Regions from separate parts of the Mus musculus genome. Here region 1 is linked to region 2. Evidence: chromatin contacts called from public HiChIP or PLAC-seq data. All regions are on one chromosome and are shown on one strand. The core of a region is the stretch at or near the end of the contact, and the rest is flanking DNA. Distances in the headings are between cores, read along the strand shown. Region 1 overlaps Parva (parvin, alpha). Region 2 holds the start of Micalcl (MICAL C-terminal like).

Evidence for each region. HiChIP or PLAC-seq counts read pairs in DNA pulled down with a chosen protein or histone mark.
Region 1: an HNF4G HiChIP or PLAC-seq map of pancreatic cancer cells shows a contact between it and region 2. The contact joins the enhancer-like site here to the promoter of Micalcl in region 2. A contact is called at or near these places in 3 of 484 Hi-C or Micro-C datasets (liver, nephron progenitors and uterus), 3 of 115 datasets of contacts at active chromatin or transcription factors (epiblast stem cells, pancreatic cancer cells and trophoblast stem cells) and 1 of 9 other capture datasets (adipose tissue).

Annotation. Positions count from the first base shown.
Region 1 is chr7:112,441,604-112,446,307 of GRCm38.p6, reverse strand. The region is part of intron 1 of Parva (parvin, alpha); the gene reads right to left. Among named protein-coding and RNA genes, the nearest start is that of Gm45998, 7.5 kb to the left of the region's middle. Within about 2 kb of position 1,482, at least 43 of the 459 cell types and tissues checked have an H3K27ac peak or open chromatin away from gene starts, as enhancers often do. A contact at or near this core is called in liver, pancreatic cancer cells and uterus, where this site is marked.
Region 2 is chr7:112,372,468-112,377,040 of GRCm38.p6, reverse strand. It overlaps Micalcl (MICAL C-terminal like), which reads right to left and starts at 2,184. Exons shown (of 10, transcript NM_001381862.1): 1 at 1,672-2,184; 2 at 952-1,026.

The sequences.
Region 1 (4,704 bases), core at 233-2,732, 70 kb before region 2:
TCCACTTCCAGGTCACAGTATATCACTGAGAGAAGTCAAGGCAGGAACCGGAAGGCAAGCCTTCTTGCTAATCCACACAGCATCTTGGCCAAAGGAACTCCCTTCACAGCGGAAGTACACAGGAACTTTGTGTACCTTATTGTTTGCTAGGTGGCTTGTAGGCTGTTATACTCAGCTTGCTTTCTTACATAGTTGGGGACCACCTGTCTAGGGATGATGCTGCCCATGATGGGCTGGACCTTCCTACAACAATTAACAATCAAGATAATTCTCCAGTCATGCCCACAGGCCAATATGATGCAGGCCATTCCTCAGCTGAGGCTATCTATGTCAAGCTGATCTTAAAGCTATCCAGGACAGTAAGCAAATCCATGGAAATAAAGAGTAGACTGAGGTAGAGGGATGGGGAAGCAGGCAGAGAAAACATCTTCAACTTATAGCAATGATTGTACAACAGCAAACACAACACCTTTAGGTTATATCTCAGTATAGATTTTTTTTTTTAATTACCATTCCTCTATAGGGACCAGTCTTTCCTCTGGCTTTCAACTCCCAGCAGAGACCTAAAATGTGCATTCCCACCTCACGAGAAGCTACGTGAAGACAAGGTACTACTGCATGACAGTATCATGACACCCAGGTTAATGAACCTGCAAGTTAAGGCAAGAGGCCCTAAGGTAAGAGGTCTGGGCAAGAAGGGTGGCTTGGGAGGGATCAGCGCACCAGGCAGGAGCGGAATCTGTCATTCACACTCCCTCCATCCTCCCCATCAAACACAATCTTCCAACCCCAGAGGTTCAGAAGAGGCTGTTAGATTTTTTTTTTTTCACACAAGAACACCATGAATCACAATTCCCAGAACCAGCAATCCTGAAAGGGCTAGGTAGCCAGGAGTCCAAATGACTTCAATTGATGTCATAGACTGGAAAAGCTGACAGTCAGGCCTTCCAAAATGAAAGTCAATTGCCAACCATGAAATTCATGGCCCCTGGACTCCTCTTCCCCACCTGCTTCAACACCAATTTAAGCAATTCTGAACTCTGATCTCTGTGGTAGAATGTCCCCGATTTATTGAAGTGTCGGGTCCCAATTGTGTTAACATCCACCTCTGGCAGGGCCATTACTAGGCGTGAATCTGGGTGCCCATCACCCTGTCACATTAGCACAGTGACAATCAGAAGCAACAAATCAATCTTCTCCTTCGGAGTCACCAGGGAGCCTTGCAATTTCCCATAATGACGGGAGTGAGGAAAAGCAGGTGAGGCGTCATTTTTCCTCCGGGAGACTGGACAGGCGCTGGAGGGGCTACCGAGCCCACCAGGACGCCTTGCAACCCTCAGCCAAGACGCAGCTGCAGCTCCCTGACAAGGGCTACACCCTCAGACTTGCTTTACATTGGAACTGGGTTACCCTCCCCCTGTGTTTTGCAAACAACCTCAAAACTGTCAGCTCCTGCTGCCCAGGCTTCTCCCAGCTGTCACTATTAACTACCTGTCATCTGCAGGTCTGCTCCACCAGGGCTGCGAGCCAGGAAGGGTGTGTATGTGTACTCAGCCTTATGGTAAATAGGAAAATTCCTTCCAGCAGAGAGGACTGTTTATTTCCAAGCCTGAGGTGCGAGGGAGCGGGGTGAATAGGGCAAGAAGCTGGAGGCTCCTTTGTGAACACCCTCTCGGGGCCTCATGGAGCCAGTGAAATTGTGATTCTGTAGTGGTTATCAACAGCTCAAGCTGTTACTCAGTGAGGAGCCCAGCCTGCTGGCCTTTCTCCTCAGGACCCTGCATCTGAGACTGTGCCCCGGATTCCCATAAGTCTCTCTGATTCAAGGCCGTGACGGTTAATCGTGACTGTCAACTTAACTGGATTTAGGATCACCATAGAAACACATCCCTGAGTGTATCTATGAAGACGTGTCCAGAAAGGTTTTTACAGAACAGCAAAGAGCCATCCTGGATTGTGGGTGGCACCATCCCATGGGGTAGGGTCCAAGACAAAATAAAAAGGAGGCAGTGGGCACCAGCATTGTTTCCCTCTGCATCCTGCCTGCAGGTGCGATATGGCTGGCTGGCTCATGCTCCTGCTGCCATGGCCTCTTTCCCATAAATGCACCCTGGAACTGTGAGCCAAGTTAAGCTAGCTTCCTTCCTTCCTCCCTCCCTCCCTCCCTCCCTCCCTTCCTTCCTTCCTTCCTTCCTTCCTTCCTTCCACCAGGTATTTTGTCCCAGCAACAAGAAAGATGGTAATAGAAAAACTAAGGCATGTGACAGATACTGTTCAGAGTCTCTGTTCAGAATGCCCACACCTGCTGCCTTAGTGCCTCATCTTCTACCTCCTCTTCTGCCTGCAGCCCCCATAGTCATGCAAGCCAAGGCAAACATTGACTGTAGAATCACTATTCTGAATCAAGAAGTCAGGGGACTCTGCAATTAGCAGAGTTAATATCCTACCAATGAAGGTGTTATGGAGAGAGGGGAACATGGAGCCTGCTACACTGAGCCTCCTGAGTCATGGGGTACCCACAACCTGCATTCACATCATGGTAGAAACAACCCATGCCAGCCCAATGTGGCCACCTCCAGGTCACCTCAGCTATACTTGGTGCAGAGCGTCACTCCTGACTGCAGAGAGCTGAACTGTGCTTGCCACAGCACAGCTGAGAGCAGTGGTGTTAATAAGTACTGTGGCTACATCTGCTACAAAGTGACCCCCAGAAACACTCCCTGAAGTATGGGGTGTGACAGACACGTGCTCCAGCAGGCTCAGGTCCACAGCAGATGTGACCCATCTGATGATTAACTTCTGTCCCAGATGCAGGTCACCTGCAAAACCCACTTGTCAACAGAAGGAAGCGGAGGAGATGGCACAGTCAAGTGCTTCCTCGCAAGCACAAAGATGTGAGTTCAGTCCCCAGAACTCACATATATCAGCAAAAGCCCAAATGGCATGATAGTATGTGCTTAGAATCCTAACCTTGGAGGGGAGATGGAGACAGGCAGGTCCCTAGGGATCACTGGCCTGCTAGCCTAGACTTCTTGGCAAGTTCTGGGCCAATAAGAGACACTATCTCAAAAGGCAGTGATTAGTGCTTAGGGAACAGCAGTCCAAGCTGCCCCACTTCCTACAGACACCCGTGGGCTTTGCCATGGTTTGTATGGGCCCTTTGGTCACCTCCTTATTGGTTTTTGTTTTTGAAGACAGGGTTTCTCTATGTAACCCTGGCTGTCCTCGACCAGGCTAGTCTTGCTATTTTATTTTAAGACTGGGTTTTTCAAAGTACGATAGGTAGCACCTGAACTTGAGACTCAGGTAGCTGGGGTTACAGGCTGGTGCCTCACCACCTAATTAGCTGTCACGATTGATTGATAGGCAGGACTCTTGCTGAGGAGTGGTAGCCTTGTTCCTGGTTCATTTGCAGCTCCTTAAGCTTTGCACTTCAGTGAAAGTACGTTGAGGCTGACAAGAAAGGATGGGAGGGGGCTGGGTTGAAATAATTCTGAACCTTAGAGAGTCTGGTCTGCCTATACTGCTTCCTGCCCCCTGGTCTTGCCAGTGAGCTACTACATCTCAGTCCTTTATTTCAGTGTGCCCACATGAACGTGTACAGAGCCACTCAGAGGAAGCCTTGCCAGCCCCCTCCTTCATGCTACACACTCACTATGCACATATCCTAGGACTTGGTCTCCGCTCCTAGAGGACTGCCACATAATAGGACTCACTGAGAATGTCTTCCCACAAAGAAGATACATTCCTGGGGAGAGAAAAGGGAGGGATTTTCACAAGCTAAACACACACACCATAAGTTGAGATCTAGATCGAATCCAGCAACAAGAGAAGTCACCCAGGATTACAAGGGAATTTGAGGTAAATTGGGGCCTTCCTTGATGGGAACAAGCTGCCTACTGATGGTCCGATCCAGTTAAGACACACATCATGGAGAGGGTGTGGGATACTCTGCGCTATGACAGACACCAGGGACAGACGCCTGGGACATAAATGTGACCAGAACACACACAACTCTTGCCTGCCTGGCACCTGCAGGGGAAACAGAGGACTGTGATTGGTGGGGACAAAGGCCCAGGCTTAGGTAGCTTCAAATCCAGGGCTCTTGTCCTCAGGTGAAATCCTCACCTGGATTTCTTACTGGATTCAGGCTGCACAACAAACTGGACACTGCACAAAAGTTTACACCTGGCTCTTAAAAGTATTTTACTTTTAAAGGTAATTTAATATTGAGTCTGTTGTGTGGCCTGCTTTAAACGTTGGCTATTTATCTACAACCGCAAGTAGAGGTTTTAGGTGCTCACAAATGTCCACAGAAAGACTCCATCTCTTCTCCGGTACTAATGGCTGAAACGTAATTATGAACTATGCTTGTTAACCAAATAAAGATATTCCAGGAGAAGAGAACGATCCCTAATATGGAGGTGTCCTTGGGCTGGAGCCCACTTATCAGCTCTCCATCTCCTCCTCTGACACAGAGGTGCCTTCATTAGCAAAGGAGAGAAAGAGTCTTTGTGGTGACGTAATTCCCAGACCACCCCATGCAGACAATAAAATGCAGTTTAAGAGAAGCCTGATGAAATCAGAGCTCAGAAATCACAGGAGGGCTGTGAGGGCCCCCAGAGGTTATTCAAGCCTGATCCCCTAATTTTAGAAATGGACAAACACCACCAGGAAGGAGACACAACTGACTGTGATTATGCA
Region 2 (4,573 bases), core at 935-3,434:
AGGGATCCTAGCGCTTGTTGTGGGGAGACTCCTGGAAACCTTAGTTCTCTCTGTCCTCTCAGGTTTGACACCTGAAGGAGCTCAGATGATTCAGGTGTCATCTTAGCTTGTTCCCAGGTATGCAGGCCTGGTCTGGCTCCAAAGGTGGCCCTTGGCCCAGGTAGACACAGGAGAAGTGGTGAGTCTGGGGGTTGGTGGGAAGTGACTCATTGGCCAGGAATCAAGCTGACTCGGAAGGAGGAAGAGCAGAAGCCCAAGGCCGTGTTGGGTCAGCCTGGGCAGATGGAGGTGGGAGAGAGAACATGCAGACTAGGGGAGGCAGAAGAGGGTGATGGGGTCAGAGCAGGGTGGACCCTCAGCTTCTCACTCAAGGGTCCTGGAGGAATTCTGTTTGCTGTGTGACTGTGTGTGCATGGTCACTGTAGACACTGTTCCTCTTGTGGGAGCTCTGAAACTCACCCGGGGCCAAGATCTGGAGAAGAAATAAACTCTCTCTCTCTCTCTCTCTCTCTCTCTCTCTCTCTCACACACACACACACACACACACACACACACACACACACTTATATTCTAGTGCAAGCTGCTATCTTCTTGCCTTGGTCACAATGGCATAGAACCAAAAGCAGAGGTGGGGTGGGGTTGGGATCTAGTCCAGTTTCTGGGACAGAACCAAGCACCCGTCTCTCAGTTTCCCTTTCTCATTTCAAACTTGGAGCTCATAGCTGCTACAGCTCTGTGAAACTACAGAATCTTAAGGTGCTGGGATTTCCGAGTAGAGGGAGAGGAATGGAGAGTTCCCAAATCCCTCGGCAATGATTACAGCCAGCAGTGGAAATCAAGTCAAGCTAACAGTTTTCCTTGCCCTTGGATTCCAGGCTAGGCCAGAGAAGATACCATGTAAGGAATGAGCGAGACTGCCCTCCCCCACCCCTCCCCCTGCCCATGACTCACTGGACTGGAATCTTCTTCTCCAGTTCTGGTATTTGCTTGGAGTTGGAGACTGGAGGCTATGGGCCCGCTGCAGAGCTGAGGAGGGAGTAAGAGACCATTAGCTGTGTAGGGGAGGAATTTGTCTCCCATGGCTTACTCACCAAAAGTTAGCAGGAAGATGCTTAGGATGGGCGGAGACACTTCTTATCATAGTGTACTTCTCTGACCCCCCTCCCATTATTCATTAATTCATTCATTCATTTACTCACTCACTCATTCATACACACGTCCATAAAATAATTATATAGGAGGCTGGGGAGATGGTTTGATTCCCTGCAACCCAGATGAAATGCTGGGAGCAGGAAGGAAAGCCTTCCCCAGGAAAGGGCACATTAATGAGTTGCCCAGTGCTAACTGGTCAGGCCTGGAGACACATACTAGTAACACTATATAAACAAGACAGGTTATTTTTAGAAATATATCTGTATGATACAAATACATATATGCATGCAATAGCAATTAAGGAAAAAGGCCATGATTTCAAGTAGAGGAGGGAGAACTGTCTAGGAGAGTCTGGAGGGAGGGAAAGAAAAGGAGAAATGTTGTAATTAGATTCCAATCTCAAAAAGTAACCTGGCTGTAGAGGCATGTGTCTGTAATGGCGGTAGTCCTACAGTGAGATGGGAGAATAGAAACATCAGGAGAGACCCTGCCCCAATAAAGTAGAAAGTGAGAACTGACTCCTGGAAGTTGGGTTCCTGCGGAAGCACTTTTGCAGGGCCCTGTGTGCTTCCCCTCTGCCTGGCTGGGCCTTGAGCACAGGCACTGGCCGCCCCGAACCTCAGAACAGATGTGGCATCCAGCTGCATCCTGTTCCTGTGCAGGGCTCTCAGGCACGGGCCCCCGTGCTTCCATCATAGAGAAAGGAGGGGCGTGAGCGCACATGTGAGGGGCAGAAGGTAGAACTGGGAGGTATGGGGGAGGAAGAGACCCCCAGGAGGGGTCTGGGTGTGGGAGAATGAACAGGGAAGGTTCGAACACAGAACTCTTTGGATCCAACACCTCTCCAGTGAATGTTCTCTCACCTCACTTAGACATCAGCCCACCCCTGTGAGATCCCACCCCTGTGAGATCCCACCCCTGTGAGCTGACTTGAGCACTGCCATGCCAGCCACTACCTGGGTTTCCTTTCTCAGGACCAGAACCTTCAGCTCCTTAGGGTCTCTGCTTTAACCTCAGTGGGATAGTGGAACTGATGGCTCAAGTGCCCCACTGGTGGTAATAGGCCACGTAGGCATAGTTTCACCATAGTGAGGTCATAATATAATAAGAGTCCTAGGTCAGAGGCCCGGCTCCATGGGTTCTGTGAAGCTTGGGTCGAGACATGTCCCAGGAGGCTCAGGTATTTGAATGCTTGGGCACTGAGAGGGCTGGACTCGGAGAATGTATAGCCTCACCCTTCTTCCCGTTCACTTTCTGCTTTGTGTTTGCTATTGGAGAGGTGAGCTCCCAGCTTCTTGCTCTGGCCGCCACCGCTGCTTGCCGCCTGCTGTCAGGCCTCCGTGCCATGCTGGACTCTCATCCCTCTGGAACCGTAAGCCCAAATAAATCCATCCTTTTCTAAGTTTGTCCTGGCCATGGTGTTTTACCCATATGTCAAGCTTTTCCCAGAGAAAGTGAGCAGACGCCATTGTGAAAATGCAGGTTAAGTATTTTAAACACCACAAAGCAAGCATTTGAGCCCATCTCTGGAGTGCTGATGTGAGCTCTGGGTTTAATAGACAAAGATCTGGGTCAGGAGGCAAGAGAACAAAGTCCAGGTGGGGCTGGTTAATCAGTGTTTTGTTCTGGCTCTGCACAGTGACTAGAAGAAACATCTTAGTGCTTGAGAGAACAGGCCACGCCCTTCTCATGATCATGGAGGCTGGGGGTGGGCTGTGTGCGATCTCATCACCGTGACCGTTTGCCATGCTCTGCTGCTCTGAAATCTAAGGAGTGACTGTAGGTTAGAACAGTGACTGGAAACCTGTAGACTTCTTTGGGGGCCTGGAACAGGACTCTATAAGGGCTAAAAGTAAGCCAGGATCACTCTCTTCTTTATGCCTTCAACCTTGGCAGGTGGGAGAGATGGGGCGGGTATCACTTAGTTCAACACAGACGCTTCTGAAGTGATTGACACTCAGGAGTCTGGCCCAAAGCTTGGACAAAGACAGAAGCAAATTCAGGTAGAAAGGCCGGGTTTCCTTGCTCTGTATCAGCCTGTGGGCCCAAGTGAGCAGCAGCATTGGTCTCCTAATTTTGAGATTATAATATAAGCACATCATCTCTCCCTTCCCTTTCCGCCCTCTGGACTGTCCCATGTTCCTGTCCTTGCTCTCTTTCAAATTCATGGCCTCGGTTTTCCCCCAATAATTGTTGTTACACACACACACACACACACACACACACACATTCCTAAATATAACCTGCTCTGTTTGTATATTACTCGTATGTGTGTTTTCAGGGCAATGGGGTCTTGTGTTCTTCCCACTCTTTCTTCCCCTCTCAGCACGCCTTAGTTGACTCCAGTTCTTTGTGTAGGGTTGAGTCCACATGGGCTTTCCCCCCACCCACGTTGGCATGTGGATGTCCTAACTCGGCTTCCGTTTAGGTAGTCATGTTGGTGAGACTTCATGGATGTAGCATCTGACATGACTAGGAAACACAATCTCATTGAAAACATCCCAGTTCTCTGGATCTTACAATCTTCCTGCTCCCTCTGGATTCAGCACTTTTCAGCAAAAGAATCTGTCTGTCTGTCTGTCTGTCTCTTTCTGACTCTGTCTCTGTCTCTCCCCCCGCCCCTTTTTTCTTTCTCTTCCTTTGTGTTTGATATGGTCTCACTATGTAGCGCTGGCTGGCCTGTATCTTGCTGTGTAGACCAGGATGACCTCAGGCTAGCAGCAACCCTCCACCCTCTGCTTATCAAGTGCTGAGAATACAGGTTTGCATACCCACATCGGGCAAAAGAAATGTCTAAGTAACGTTTACAGCAATGGTTTATTGAGCAGTGTCAAACAGCACAAAGCTTAGCTGAGTCCCTTCTCTCAAGCTTGCACTCTGTGTGTACTACTACATAGTAGTATGTTTGCATGTAGGTTTTATGTTCGTTTTTAAAAATGTGTATGAGTATTTGCTTGTATGTATGCCTGTGTACCATGTGCATGCCTGGTGCCCTCAGAGTCCAGAAGATGTGTCATAGTCCCTGGAGCTGGCAGTACAGGCAGTTGTGAGCCACCATCTGAGGGCTGGATCCTCTGCAAGTGCTCTTACCTTCCGAGCTATCTCTCTGGCCCTACTCTGTGTTATTTTAAAGGATCACTGTTGGAGCTCACAGTGCACAACCTGTTTTGGGGAAAGGCGTAGAGGGCAGGAATTTAGCCAGATGTCATTGATCTGATTTCATTGTTGCATACTAGCAATGTTCTTCCTTCTCTATAGCTGTTGTCAAATGACCACTCAAAGATGAAGAAGAACTGACTTGTTTAGGCTGGCACAACTTGGGGACAGATTGCCCTCCTTAGTTGTACTGATTTCTGTCCACGAACTCCATGAATTAGATATATTCGCTTAGTGGCTTGGGCAGGTGCTGGAGCCACTTCAT